2 separate regions of the Mus musculus genome follow, and region 2 is linked to region 1. The links are chromatin contacts, called in public Hi-C maps. All regions are on one chromosome and are shown on one strand. Each heading gives the region's core, a stretch centred on a gene start, on an enhancer-like site or on the middle of the called end of the contact. The rest is flanking DNA. Distances are from core to core; before and after follow the strand shown. Region 1 has its middle 21 kb from the start of Spanxn4. Region 2 has its middle 340 kb from the start of Spanxn4.

Region 1 (6,900 bases), core at 3,127-5,626:
TAATGTTTGTATATCAAATAAGGAATTGTGTCTAACTTAAGTCTTACATATCATTAAGATTTTATTTAGTTATTTTCAAGAGAGTTTATATAATAAACTGAATTGCATGTGAGAAACTAAGGAAACAAATTAGTGCAAGATTTAAAAAAGAAAACCCTCTATACTGACAGACATTATTTGAAAGCACTTGCAGCTGTATGCCTTCACATGCAATTCCTCTTATCAAATTGGTATACCTTGGAAACTGGAGTTCAATTTTCCATAACAGTGTGACTAAGCTCACTTAGTCTGTGGAGTAAAGAAAAAGAATGGGAAAAGTCTGAGTTATTAATAATGAGGCATCTTGGGCCCCCTTAGATCAGAATTTCCCAACTAAGCATATTGAACATTGTAAATTTATCAGTAAAAATGATGAATAATGTTTCATTTTTTTAACCATGTGATTTTTTTCCTGACTCATTTTGAAATATAAATTATTTCAATCTATAGTTTACACAAAACATTTTACTAGCTTTCTCCCAATATTTCAATGATCTATAAAGAAGATATGAGTTAAAACATACTAGATTTTTTTTATTCAAATTCATTTTGAAAGTTTTGGTTTGATCTAATAAATTAAATTGAAATTAATTAATTATATACAATTAGCAATATTTAAGGATGTAAAGCTATTTAGAATATAGCAAGATATGTCATCGGCAACAATGAGATAAAAGTAGCAGAGAAAAAAAACAATATTCCAATACCAAGATGGGTAAAAATACAAATTCTGAGATATTTTTAACAAGAGTTTTGTCAAACACATTTATTCCTCGAATTAGAAATCCTATGTTTGAAAGTAGATATTTTATACTGCAAAACACAAAAGCAACTAGAAATTCATGGTTATGGTTTTGTTCATGATCATTCTGAGTGATGAACGAGATGTAACAGGAGCATTTTTCAACTCCATCAAATATGGAAACTGGAATCTAAGAAATGATACAAATATTAAAGTAATGATTCATAGAAGCGTATAACGTTGTTATTATATGACTTTAAAATGAAAATTAGTTCCATTAAGCAAGAGAACAGAAATTATAAGCACTAAAATGTACTAGAAAGTGTAGGATTATATTAAAATAATATTAAATATTTAGATATCAGAATACAAATAAATTGTGCAAAAGAGTAAAACTTTATTTGGTGAATCATATGCAATTAATACATATAAAGTTTTAATATTTATATACAAACTATTTATAAATTGATTTATAAATTAGTTTGGGAATCTTACAGTACTTTTAGATAATATTAGACAAACTATCAAGCAATTATTTCATGACTCATGAATAAAAGTAAAGCTGTAAAAATCATATAGAAGCACAGAAATGATGGATAGTTAGGTTATTTTCCTACTCTTATAAATAGTACTATTTTTGGAATACTTATTGAGTACTTAATGAGTATTAATGAACATAAAATTAAATAATTATATTATATGTAGTCTTTAAGAAAATCACTTTTTTTAATGGTACTAAATTTCAAAAAAATATAATTTGTATTATGGTCCTAGTATAAGCTATATAAACTTCCCAAAAGGGAAATCCTGACTTTATTCAATATAAATGGTGTTTAATGTACATGATTTGGCAAATGAATAGCTGAAAACTAGATAGAATTATGTTTACATGATAAAGTTTGATGATTTACACAATTAACTAGATGTATACGGTATTTGTTATTAATGTATCTGAACACCAACTTTTGGACTTTTTTCGTTTTGGATGTTAAGAACTATTTGTGATTTCTTTATCACAGTTGCAATGTGAATAATTTATCTGAAAATATGCAAATGTGAAATTTATATAGAAAACCACACATGATCTTACTACCATGTACCAAAGAAAATGTGGAAGTAGACCATTCCTCTGGCTAAGCAATATGGACGGACCTTTGACAAATCACTGGCAGGTTTTTTAGCTTCTAAGAAGATAAAAATTTGAAACTAGATGAATAGTGCACTGTGAAGGTGCATTGCCTGTGCAAATCATATGTTCAAATTTCATTATTTAGGGAAAATGAAGGCATTAAAGCTTGACTCTCCATACTATGTAAATGAAAATTTCAAAAGTGTCAAGGGTGCCTTGCTGTCCTACAACATTCTCTTTTCCTCAGATTTATCTTGTATCTGGAATCTTCATTACTTTAACTACAAAGGGAATGAAATTACAGGCATGACCCACCATGTCCTTCCTCCTCCTTTGTCTTCGTTAGCCAGTTTTTCTGTGTACACTTTCATTTGCCTAGTTTAATAAGTGATATTTCTTACTTGAATATTTATGAACAGCACAGAGTAAAGAGACATGCAATATCCCATGGCTATTGCTTTAAAAGAATTAAACTAATTCTACCATCTATAAACATTTCAACAAAATAAACTAGTCATGAGGGATGGAGGCCTTTTTTCCACATTGTAGTGTCATAAGTTGAAGTGTGTCATAGTATATTAGGAATGAATTATGTATCTCATTAAATATAGCTATGATATCACATTTTGTATGCAAAGACCAATTCATTGTAGTCAAATTTACCGTGGAAAATTTAGAATCTGTATAACACTTCTTGAGTATTTAAGTATTTCTGCTCTAAATGTAATTAGAAGACCAAGTCATGATATGTTTTGAAATACCAAACAGAGTTTTTTTTTAAAAATTATTGGTTATTTTGTATATTTACATTTCAAACGTTATTCCCCCTTCCTGGTTTTCTCTCTGAGAAGCCCCCATCCCATCCCCTTTCCCCCTGGCTCCATGACAGTTCTTCCACACCCACACACCCGAGGGTCCGGGAACTGGGTTTAGTCCATTGAAAGTCCCAGGCCAGTAAAGCAAGAAATTCCCAGGACTTAACAGGGGATGACATTAGCTGAAATACCCGACAAATAGGAAAAAGAACCTATAGAGACCATATCCGGAGGTTAGGCACTGGTCCTGGTGAAGGGATGGGGCCACCCACTCTTCTCAAAATTTTAACCCAAAATTGCTCCTGTCTAAAGGAAATACAGGGACAAAGAGTGGAGCAGATACTGAAGGAAAGGCCATCCAAGGACTGCCCTACCTGGGGATACATCCCATATGCAGCCATCAAACAGTGTTTAAAGCATCGTAGTTATAAATTAAAGAAATGAAAGGAAAATTTAAAAGGTTATTTTAAAATATCATTAAAATTCTAAGACAGAAAAAAAAACTTTTGTAAAACCATACTCCAAATCATTCTTAAATATGTGTTTTTCTTTTATTTTATGAAAAACATTTTATTCTGTAGTCATTTTGGAAAATGCAGATATTTCACAGGAGTATTTTCATTTTATAAAAGTGCCCAAGTGAGGATGTTTCAATCCCACTTGGGAGGGAGAAGAGAGAAGAGGTCAGAGGAAGTGAGGGAACTTAGTGGGAGAGGAGGAGGGGGAAGAGAAAAGTAAACATGATCAGGTATTGGGGAGTGGGGGACAGATATGAAACCGGAGGACCAGTAGAATGAATGCAAGTACACAACCTAGGAGGTGGGAGGTGAAAGGACCCTCTAGAATGGACCCTCTCAGAGATCTGGGAGGTGAGAGACTCTCAGGACTCAAAGGAAGGGACCCTAGATGAAATGCCCAACAGTGGGGTAAGGGAACTTGTAGAGTCCACCTCCAGTACAAAGAAAGGGCATCTAGAGGAGGGATGGCATTTCCAACCCACAGTCAAAAACTCTGACAAAGAATTGTTCCTGTCTAAAAAAAAAATGCAGGGAAAAAAAAAACAAAAAAACAAAACAAAACAAACAAACAAACAAAAAAAAAAAAAAAAAAAAAAAAAAAACGGAGAAGAGACTGAGGGAAAGGAGGTCTAGCGACCGGCCCAAATTGGGATACATCTCAAGGGGAGGTTCCAAAGTCTGACACTATTACTGATGCTATGGTGTGCTTACAGACAGGAGCCTGACATGGCTGCCCTCTGAGAGGCCCAACAAGTAGTGGGCTGAGACAGAAGCAGACACTCACATTCAACCAATGGACTGAAGTCGGGGACCCCCTGTAATTGAGTTAGGGAAAGGCTGAAAGAAACTGAGGAGGAGGGAGACCCCATAGGAAGACCAGCAGTCTCAACTAACCTGGACCCAGTAGATCTCTCAGACACTGAAATACCAACCAGGCAGCATACACTAGCTGGTCTGAAGCCCCAGACACATATACAACAGAGGATTGCCTGGTCTGTCCTCAGTGAGAGAAGATACACCTAACCATTCAGAGACTTGAGGCCCCAGGGACTACAGAGGCTTAGCAGGATGGCTTTGGGGGATGTGAGTATGGGCACATCCTCTTGGAGAGGGGAAGGAGGAATGGGATGAGGAACTGTTGGAGGGAAGAAGAGGAGGGGATAACAACTGGACTGTTGCTGCAGACCCTTTTGATCCCTGTCTACTTAGAATGGATCTCTGGTTGCAGGTGGAGAAGGAGTTGGGGAAATGAATGACAGCAGATCAAAAGGAGAGATTGTATAGAATCTGAATGTAATTTGTCAAGTTGAGCATCGAACTTTTTATACAGAGAATAACAAGAAACCAGGCGAGATACTTCCACTGAGTTACAGTGACACAAAACATAAGGAATGTATACATCAAAAGAAGGCGGGACCAGGCCACTGCCACTAAGAAGGGAGCCAGGTGTAAGGCTAGTCTATTATTAAGCCCACCACCAGGGGTTCTTAGTAAATGCCTGATTATGCTGGTTTTTTGGGGCCTAGTGAAGAAACCTGTCTCAGGGGGATTCCCTAACTCTTTCATGGTAAACACCTATTCTTTAGGCCATTGTGAATTCCTTTGTCTCTGTAAGACTGACTATTGTCTCAAGTAAACACTCTGCAGACCAGCCCTGAGCTATTCCTGCTCCATTCTTTGTAATGCCTAATTAGTTTCACTGTCTCTACTAGAAGTAAATTTGAATGTTACTGAAGAGATAGCCTTCTCACTGAATTCCTACTGAATTCCAAGTTTGTCAGCTTCAAGGATTTTCTAGGATGTTGGAACACTGGAGTAGGCTTAGCTATGTCAGAATTCAATCTTTAAAGACACTTATAACAAAATAATACTAAAAGAGAGCACGTGGATCCACACACCAGACTAACATGGGATAGGGTATGAGTGTATGGGTTATGAGAATGCCTCGTTCCAGGAGATTAAGTTTCCTTGAAACTCTTTGCCTCGTGAGTGCTATCAGGCCTCTCGGCCTGCCAAGCAGACTTCACTGGAGCGTGCATAGCAGACTGTAAAAAAGATTAAAGATTAATAATAATAATAATAATAATAATAATCAGGCAGTAGTGGTGCACGCCTTTAATCCCAGCAGTCAGGAGGCAGAGGCAGGTGGATTTCTGAGTTCAAGACCAGCCTGGTCTACAGAGTGAGTTCCAGGACAGCCAGGGCTAAACAGAGAAACCCTGTCTCAAAAATAATAACAATAATAATAAATAAAAAAGCATGCTTATATGTATTGTTTGATTTATAAATAATCTTTTCTTTAGCCTATTTTGAGTAAATATATAATTTCACCATTTGTTGACTTTCATTTTAAGACATAAGTCATGTGGACAAATGAATTTTTAAGAGCTGTGACATATACGCACATCCATATAGAAGTCTCTCTTGTGTCTACATGGATTGCCTCTGAACCGTGCTTAGGTTCACAGACCTAAGGAACATGTATTTGAGATGGGGCATGTTCTTTTGGCTGTTGTCTTGTATTGTTACAAGGCAGAAACATTTTAAAATGCAGTCCACAAACTAGAAGCTATTCTAACTGATCCCTGCAGAATCATATATAGTCAAGCAGAGACAAGTGCTTACATACTGATGCCACTTTCTAGGTTCTTGCTTATGTAGCTACAGAAAAATTCAGTATTGAGAATTTTTTTATCCTAGGTTCTGAATAAAAGATACACTGTATTTTAAAAGTACTACTAAAAATTTGCATATCATTTGTTTTCACAAATTGATATTAAATAAACTTATGACACAATACATATTAAGCTACAATGTCATAGAATATTGACCAAGATATGCTAGAGGTTATCAACCAATAAAGAAAACATGGAAAGATAATAAAGGAAGATTATCATGATTTCTCTAACAGAAACATTCACAGTTTCAGTGAAATTGTCCTTCTAATAAAATGGCTGTGTTACACTTTTTTCTCTCATCTTTGTTTTCCTAGATGTGAGTTTTCATGAATGGATTCATGTACCTGATACTGTAACCAATATGCATTTTTTCCATTTCTTTTCTCATTCATCTATTCATTCAATCGCGTGATATATCACTTTTATGATCCATGTATCTATTCTACATAGGCAATATCTTCCAGTCCATTTGAATTCTTGTAGCTTTTTATACCACATATGCATGCTACTCTAGAAGAATATTAAATAAGATTTTAGATAATAACTTTAGAATTAAGGCAAGTAATAAACTTATGGATACATAATTTATCACATATCTGATTTAATTTGAAGTAACACAACACAATAAAAACACAAGTTACTTCATCTGAGATGTATTTATTTAGTTCTGTAGTATACTACAGAAATGTTACCTCTCAACCATGCATGATGGTAGATGCCTCTAACCCCATCATTCCGGACATAAGGTAGAAATATTTCAATTCAAAGCCACAATTAGTCCCACACAAGACTACACTACACAGCAAGAATTCAAAATAAACTAAACAACAATATAAAAACACAAAACAAATTTATCAAATACTGTTATCAGATAAGATAAATTGAAATCAAAATATATATAAAGTATACAATTGTACAAATGTGCGTCTGTATACTTTTTATTTATGTATTTAAATCAACACACAAATATATTGAAACA
Region 2 (6,900 bases), core at 2,144-4,643, 320 kb before region 1:
AGCAGCACATGGCATGAACAAGTTCAGGAAACCAGGCTTCTAAAGATACTTCTAAATTGGGATACTATTTTATGTAATTCTTATCCTAGAAGCTAGACTTATAAGGAATAAGATTTAAAACAATGTATCTTTTATGAAGCATTAAATGTTGCACTGCCATGCATTCATATATAAGAATTGGCAGCCAAACTTCTTAATGTGTAAGTGATGCTTCTGGTATTGATTTTAAGTAGAGTGGATTGTTTAAAATTGGGTGTTGCTTTCCAAAGTTATGGTTATGCTCTAATATTGCAAAAGAAACTAAAGATATGGTTAAAATTGCCAGTGTTCCATTGACTGCAGTTTGCAGTTTGATCACAGACTTAGGATTTTTAACTCACCCATATATTGTAATTAGGATGATTACAAGAGTAATCATCTTATGAGAATGCTAATATACCTGCCTGCAGCCATCCGGCCATACAAAGCAAAGACAGACATATCTGGATATACTCATGTTTGTGCAGAAGCTAGACCTTCAAACAATCAGTTGGACTATGGTTGCTGCCTTGCATGGGGACTACAGTACAAGCAATGCTTTCACAGCACTGAGGTTATAAGGAATGTTTTAAGTATAAATCATCTTAGGAAAGATCGTCCAAAAATTAGAGGCATAGACAGACAGTCAAATTGTTCCCCTGGAATCTGACCTCACTGAAGGAGGGAAAATCTTTGGGCCAGGACTCAGGCTTATGCTCAGATTAAAAATCATTTACATTTGAGTTAATGCAAAGCTCAGAGCAACCTCAGTGAGGTTTGTGTGGCATCTCTTTTGTTTTGTAGGGAAGTTTGGGGACCTTGCCTCTCCTTGTGTCAGGGGAATTATTTTTAAGCCAAAACAACATTATTACAGATCTATCCAGGTGTTGATCAAAATAAAGTTTAAACTTAAGAACATATATGAAATGTCAACGAGGCTGTGGAACTTCTAAAGTCATTGCAATCTGCCCTGCCTACTACATATATAATTATTATGGATTTGGAAGGTTTTTTTTTTTTTTCCTTTGCATCCTGGTAATTATAAAGGGTTTGCTTCTAGTGAGCTTGTAATCACTGGAAAGTTTTGCCTCTGGGAATGGCTAATAGCTTTACATTATGCAAAAAGAAAAAAAATTGTCTCTGCTTCAATACAGACTGAATCTTTAGTGTATATTGTTTCTTATATGGAAAACATTTTATTAGCTAATGCCTCTGAATGGAAATTTACTACAAACCTTTGCCCTTACACAACGAGCTTTAAAGTTTTGGGGAGTAGTTGTTGCTACAGAAAAGATTCAGAGTCAATATTGTTTTTAGTATTTAGGGTCTCAGTTCTATTCTAGAAAAATTGTGGCACAAAATTTCAAGAAAGAAAACATTATTTGCTTACTTCAAATTATTTTCAAAAGCTTCCAGGAGATCTTAATTGGCTAAGACCTCACCTTAAGCTAAGGAGGACCTTAGCCTTTATTGAATGTCATCAAGGGAGATGCAAATTAACTGGTGAGAAAAAAAAAAAGCTTTGCAAAAAGTAGATGAAGCTTCTGTAATCAATTGTTATCAACTGTAATCAATGGTAATCAAATATTAACTGCATATTCTAGTTATTGTTACTCAAGGTGTCCACAGCAATTCTTTGTCAGAAGAGAGCATGAATGGGGATTCATCTTTCTTCATCTCCAAGTAAAGTTTTAACATCCTATTGTGAAGCTGTTGTGGTGTTAATAAAGAATTGTAAGATAAATTCATGAAGAAATTTTAGAAAAAAAGAAAAGTCTTAAAAACCTGAGGCAACATCTATTCCTTATTTCAAACAGCAATTAAATTGGTTATTACAGAATATTGATATTTGACCTATTGCATAGCAAAATTTTTATGTAGAGTTGATAATCATTATCCAAAAGACAAGTTCCAAAAGAAGTTGCTTCTATGTATGATTTTGTATTTTGTGTAAATTTATGTGTGCATCCCATAAATAATACATCTACTGTATTAAAAAAAAAAACAGCCTTTCTATGGGAGAAAAGTATACATGACTATATCACATATACTTCTGAGTATTTTTCTTTTGAGTTTCCTCCTGCTTCAGTTCAGATAATTGAATTGTGTCCCATAGCCAGTGTTTTGAAATGTTGGAAAATCAAGCTTTAATTTGTATACTGATAAGCATATATATCTCTGTATATGTATGTATATCAGGGCTTACAATTGCTTTAAATTGTTCCCTTTTTAGATACTGCTAATCCTCAAATTTGCAATTGTTTATGCATATACAACTCAAGTTAAGAGAAAGCACTGTTCCTTTAAAGGACTGTCTTTGGACATTTAAGAACTCACTATGGTCTACCCCGACAAGACCCCTTAAGGCAATGCCACAACATATTTGTATCCGAGGCAGACTATAGGCCTTCCACAAAAACAATTGGCCATATAATCTAATTCTTTACATCATCAAAATAGTAATGTCTGGAGATAGCAACTTGGTATTTTTAGAGAATGTGCATGTCAAATTGTAAAGACTTGTTCTCAATATCCTTAGTTTCTACCTGTTCCACACAATGGTGTTAATTCTCAAGGATTTATACTTAATTAATTATTGCAGATGGATACTCATATTTCTGATTTTAGAAAAATAAAATATAAATATATATTTATTTATATATTTATATATTTATATAATATAAAATGCTGACCTGTGAGCTTGCTGAGAGCCCTGACAATGTGACAGGAAAGCTGTGTTGGGTGTATGTTCTTGACCCACGTTTGCTTGCCTATATCCCAGATTAGACAAGCTAATCTGCCTTACTTCAAGCTTTTAGACTTTGTGGGATAGAGAACATAGAGACTGTAGAAACTGACTTAGAAAAATTTTTAAAAAAGGAGGAGTTATAATGACTCTTCTCTTTTCTTTAATGTGGCCAGTTATTCTGACTAAATCATTGACTGGTCTAGAAATCAATCCAGTATTGGAGATTCCTATTATATTTTTTTCTTCCTTTTCTTTTCTTTTCTTTTTTTTTTTTTTTTTTTGACAGGGTTTCTCTGGGTAGCCCTGGCTGTCCTGGAACTCACTTTGTAGACCAGGCTGGCCTCAAACTCAGAAATCTGCCTGCCTCTGCCTCCCACTCAGAAATCTGCCTGCCTCTGCCTCCCAAATGCTGGGAATAAAGGCTGAGATTCCTATTATGAAGATAGCTAAAAATCTTTATTAGACAGCAGAGTTAAATTGGAACATAGCCTCCACTATTTACATGAGAAGTAACAGTTTTTCAGTTGATTCTCAAAGCTACTTCCCTCACACAAGGATGCCAGACCCTGAGTCAGATTGTTGCTAATTTGCAACTGAATTGAGTGCCTCAGACATCACAAAAGACAACCTTAATCCTGTTTCTTGCAACTTTTGATTTTGTATTCCAAGCAGGTCAGTTACCTCCATACTGGCTTTACCTTCAGCAAAGCTCAGATGGCAGTTATCCATCCATCTCTATGAAGAGATGCATTGAATTCATATTGTACCTTTGATCTGAATGGGAAAAAGTTGTGCAATGAGGACCAGCAGCCAAAGATGGGCCACTGATGAATCTATGACTCTTATCAACTTCAGACAAAGGCATGTGCCAAAAGGTCATGTTTGTTCATAATAAAAACGAAAATGCCTTGTTTGTGCAAATAAACACAAACAAGCTACACATGTTCTCCAGAACAGCTCAGAAGGAGTATAGACATTCAGATCCAAGACAGCCACCATAATTCCCAGGCAGGACCTTGCAGCATAAGTAAATTTTATGCCTCAGTCCAGCTAATTTTTAATAAATAAAAAGGATGGAACTGTTCCCTCCCCCAGCCTTGAGCAGGCTGGCTCAGACCTGGTTTGCCACAGTTGCAAGCTCACCTAGGGTAGAGTCTTCTGACCTAGGTAAAATCTTTTGTCTTCCATATCTGCATCTTCCTACAAGAAGCTACCTGCTGAGCCACCAAGCTTGTTTTCCTATCAGATCCTTATAAAGGGACCATAAGGTTCTTGAATAGTGGGGGATGGGTTCTCCCCTTTTATAAGCTCAGACTCATAAATAAACATTGGGCCTTGATCAGAAAACAAAACAAAACCAAACAAAACAACACAAAAAAACAAACAAACAAAAAAAAACCCCAAATACTAATCACCAAAAAACTGAAACAACTTAATCAAAAAATGGGGTATAAAACTAAACAGAGAATTCACAACAGAGGAATCTCAAATGACTGAGAAGTACCTAAAGAAATGTTCAAAGTCCTTAGTGATCAGAGAAATGCAAATCAAAATGACCCTGAGATTCTACCTTGCACTAATCAGAATGGCAAAATCAAAACCTCAGGTGACCGCACATGTTGGAGAGGATGTGGAGAAAGAGGAACACTCCTCACAACCACTCTAGAAATCAATCTGGAGGTTCCTCAGAAAACTGGAAATAGAACTACCTGAAGATCCAGCTATACCAGTCTTGGGAACATACCCTAAAGATTCCCCACCATGTCACAGAGGTACGTGTTCCACTATGTTAATATCAGCCTTGTTTGTGATAGCCAGAAGCTGGAAACAAGCTAGATGTCCCACAACAGAAAAATAGACATAGAAAATATGGTTCATTTTCACAATGGAATACTAGTCAGGGAATAACAATGTGGACATCCTGAGTTTTGCAGGCAAATGAATGGAACTAGCAAATATCATCCTGAGTGATGTAACTCAGACCCAAAAGGTCATGCATGGTATATACTCACTAATAATTCGATATTGGCCAAAAAAACAAAACCAAAACCAAAACAAACAAACAAACAAACAAAATACCCAAGATACAGTCCACAGAATCCAAAAAGGTCAACAAGCTAATTATTATTTAAATATATAACATTTGGTTATATTTCCATAACTATAGTTGGAGAAAATGTGATCTATGCCCATATATGGCCAAGTTTTTAATCTGAATCAGGATATATTGCAAATAAACAAATTAAGTGGAGTTACTAAAATGGAATGGGTCTTGTTTAATTTGTCAGTGTAAAAGAAATTTTAGGATCAACAAATGTGCAAGTCAGGAGTTACTTTTAACCTAATAAATAACTCAAGTTTAAAAATCTACTTGCACACACACACATACACACACACACACATATATATTATGTTATATTATATTATATTACACTATATTATAAGAGTATTTTAACTTAATTATAGGAACATGGATGGTGTTAATGAAATGAATCCTCAATAATGGTGTTGGAAGTACTTCTTGTTATAGAGTCATTGTGTCACTGTGTACATGGGGCTAAGAATATCTCTGTGTGGATTCTTCAAATAAGTCAAGGATAATCAGAAAAAGTACATACAATTTCCTACATATCCATGGTTCATAGAGATATTTAACTTTAATGAGAGATTTGAAGGTTCTGAGATTTTTATTGTAAATAACTATTTGTCGGAAAGCCATAAAACCTGCAGAGCATGCCTTCAGGTAAAGAGCTTTCATACTGAGTATCAATCAATATTCACAGCAAAAACTGTCTCCAAAGAAAAGACCCAGTGAAGTAAAAATATAAACAATATAAAACTATTTTGTAAAAATACTTATATAACAATAAATATGTTATCTATAATTCAGATAATTGCTAAGCCATGTTTTAAAATATGTATACAAAGTTATTTCGTGGAACATAGTAGCAATGAGTAGCAACATATAAGTATTCATGTGAGTTCATATATATATATATATATATATATATATATATATATATACAATCAAATCTTGAACTTTCCAACTTAACAAAAGGTATAAAATTTTACCAATGTAAATTAACTTTAATATATTTAATATTATGATAATATATAATATAGATTTTGATAAAACTAATCATAGATTTTATACTCAATATAAGTAAAATTATGTAATTCTTCTTAGAGTCTCAGAAATAATTGTACCATAATTAATTGGACGATAATGAATGTTGATATTTTAAAAATGAAAGAATATAACATCAATGAGTATTATCCTTAGAAAATAAAATTTAAAGATAAAAAGAATTTAGGCAATTAGAAAAATAGAGGGCATTGAGAATTTGAATATTAAAAATAAATATAACTAAAAACTATATTTGAAGTTTATATTATTTAAATTGTGGAAACCATGAAGAAGGATAACATTTTAAAAGTAAATAAATAAAATAACCAATAAAAAACTTTATCAAAAATTGTAAGCAACACAAACTGTTAACATAAAATAATAGCTCTAACCCACTGAAGTAATTTTATGAATTTAATAATATAGTATTTATAAGAAATATCTTTTAACTTGTATTAAAATGATAGTGCTAAATTTTCTAATCCTAGCCATACCCTCAGGGTGGAAAATGATCAAAAGGCAACTAGAAAGTTCAATATCAACTAGTTATAGTATAGTCCACAGGGAATCTGACATAACACAGGAACGAATGGGTAGGCAATAGCAGATGTTTTCCCACAGAGACAATTATAGAGCATAATTAAAGATCAAGATGGAATCTAGAAAGGAAATAAGAACATTAACTGGAGAAGGAAATTAAGAAAAGATCGAAGCACATACTGCCATCATTCCATAGCTTGCTGCACTGCTTCATTCATAGTCCAAAGTAGACACTTAGGCACATAAGAAACTAAGAACGTGTTTGCACACAAACTGTTGCTTGAAAAGCACACCCATAATTGTGATAATTAATTATTCTAATGCATTTTGTCCATAACTGACTTTAAAATCTAGAAGTATTATTTAAAAAACAGTTTTATGCAATCTATGAGTTAGCTATTCTCTTTATTCTGCTAATATGATGATGGCATTCCTGTGACAATGTAATCTCTGCTAGGTTCTTGTT

The links. Hi-C and Micro-C count contacts between places; a contact is called where the count stands out from the background.
Region 2: a contact with region 1 is called in a Hi-C map of embryonic stem cells, with 2.6 times the contacts expected there. The contact joins two enhancer-like sites. A contact is called at or near these places in 1 of 484 Hi-C or Micro-C datasets (embryonic stem cells) and 1 of 115 datasets of contacts at active chromatin or transcription factors (embryonic stem cells).

The regions. Positions count from the first base shown.
Region 1 is chr12:62,705,312-62,712,211 of GRCm38.p6, reverse strand. No RefSeq gene overlaps it. Among named protein-coding and RNA genes, the nearest start is that of Spanxn4, 21 kb to the right of the region's middle. Within about 2 kb of position 4,376, at least 11 of the 459 cell types and tissues checked have an H3K27ac peak or open chromatin away from gene starts, as enhancers often do. A contact at or near this core is called in embryonic stem cells, where this site is marked.
Region 2 is chr12:63,024,879-63,031,778 of GRCm38.p6, reverse strand. No RefSeq gene overlaps it. Among named protein-coding and RNA genes, the nearest start is that of Spanxn4, 340 kb to the right of the region's middle. Within about 2 kb of position 3,393, at least 4 of the 459 cell types and tissues checked have an H3K27ac peak or open chromatin away from gene starts, as enhancers often do. A contact at or near this core is called in embryonic stem cells, where this site is marked.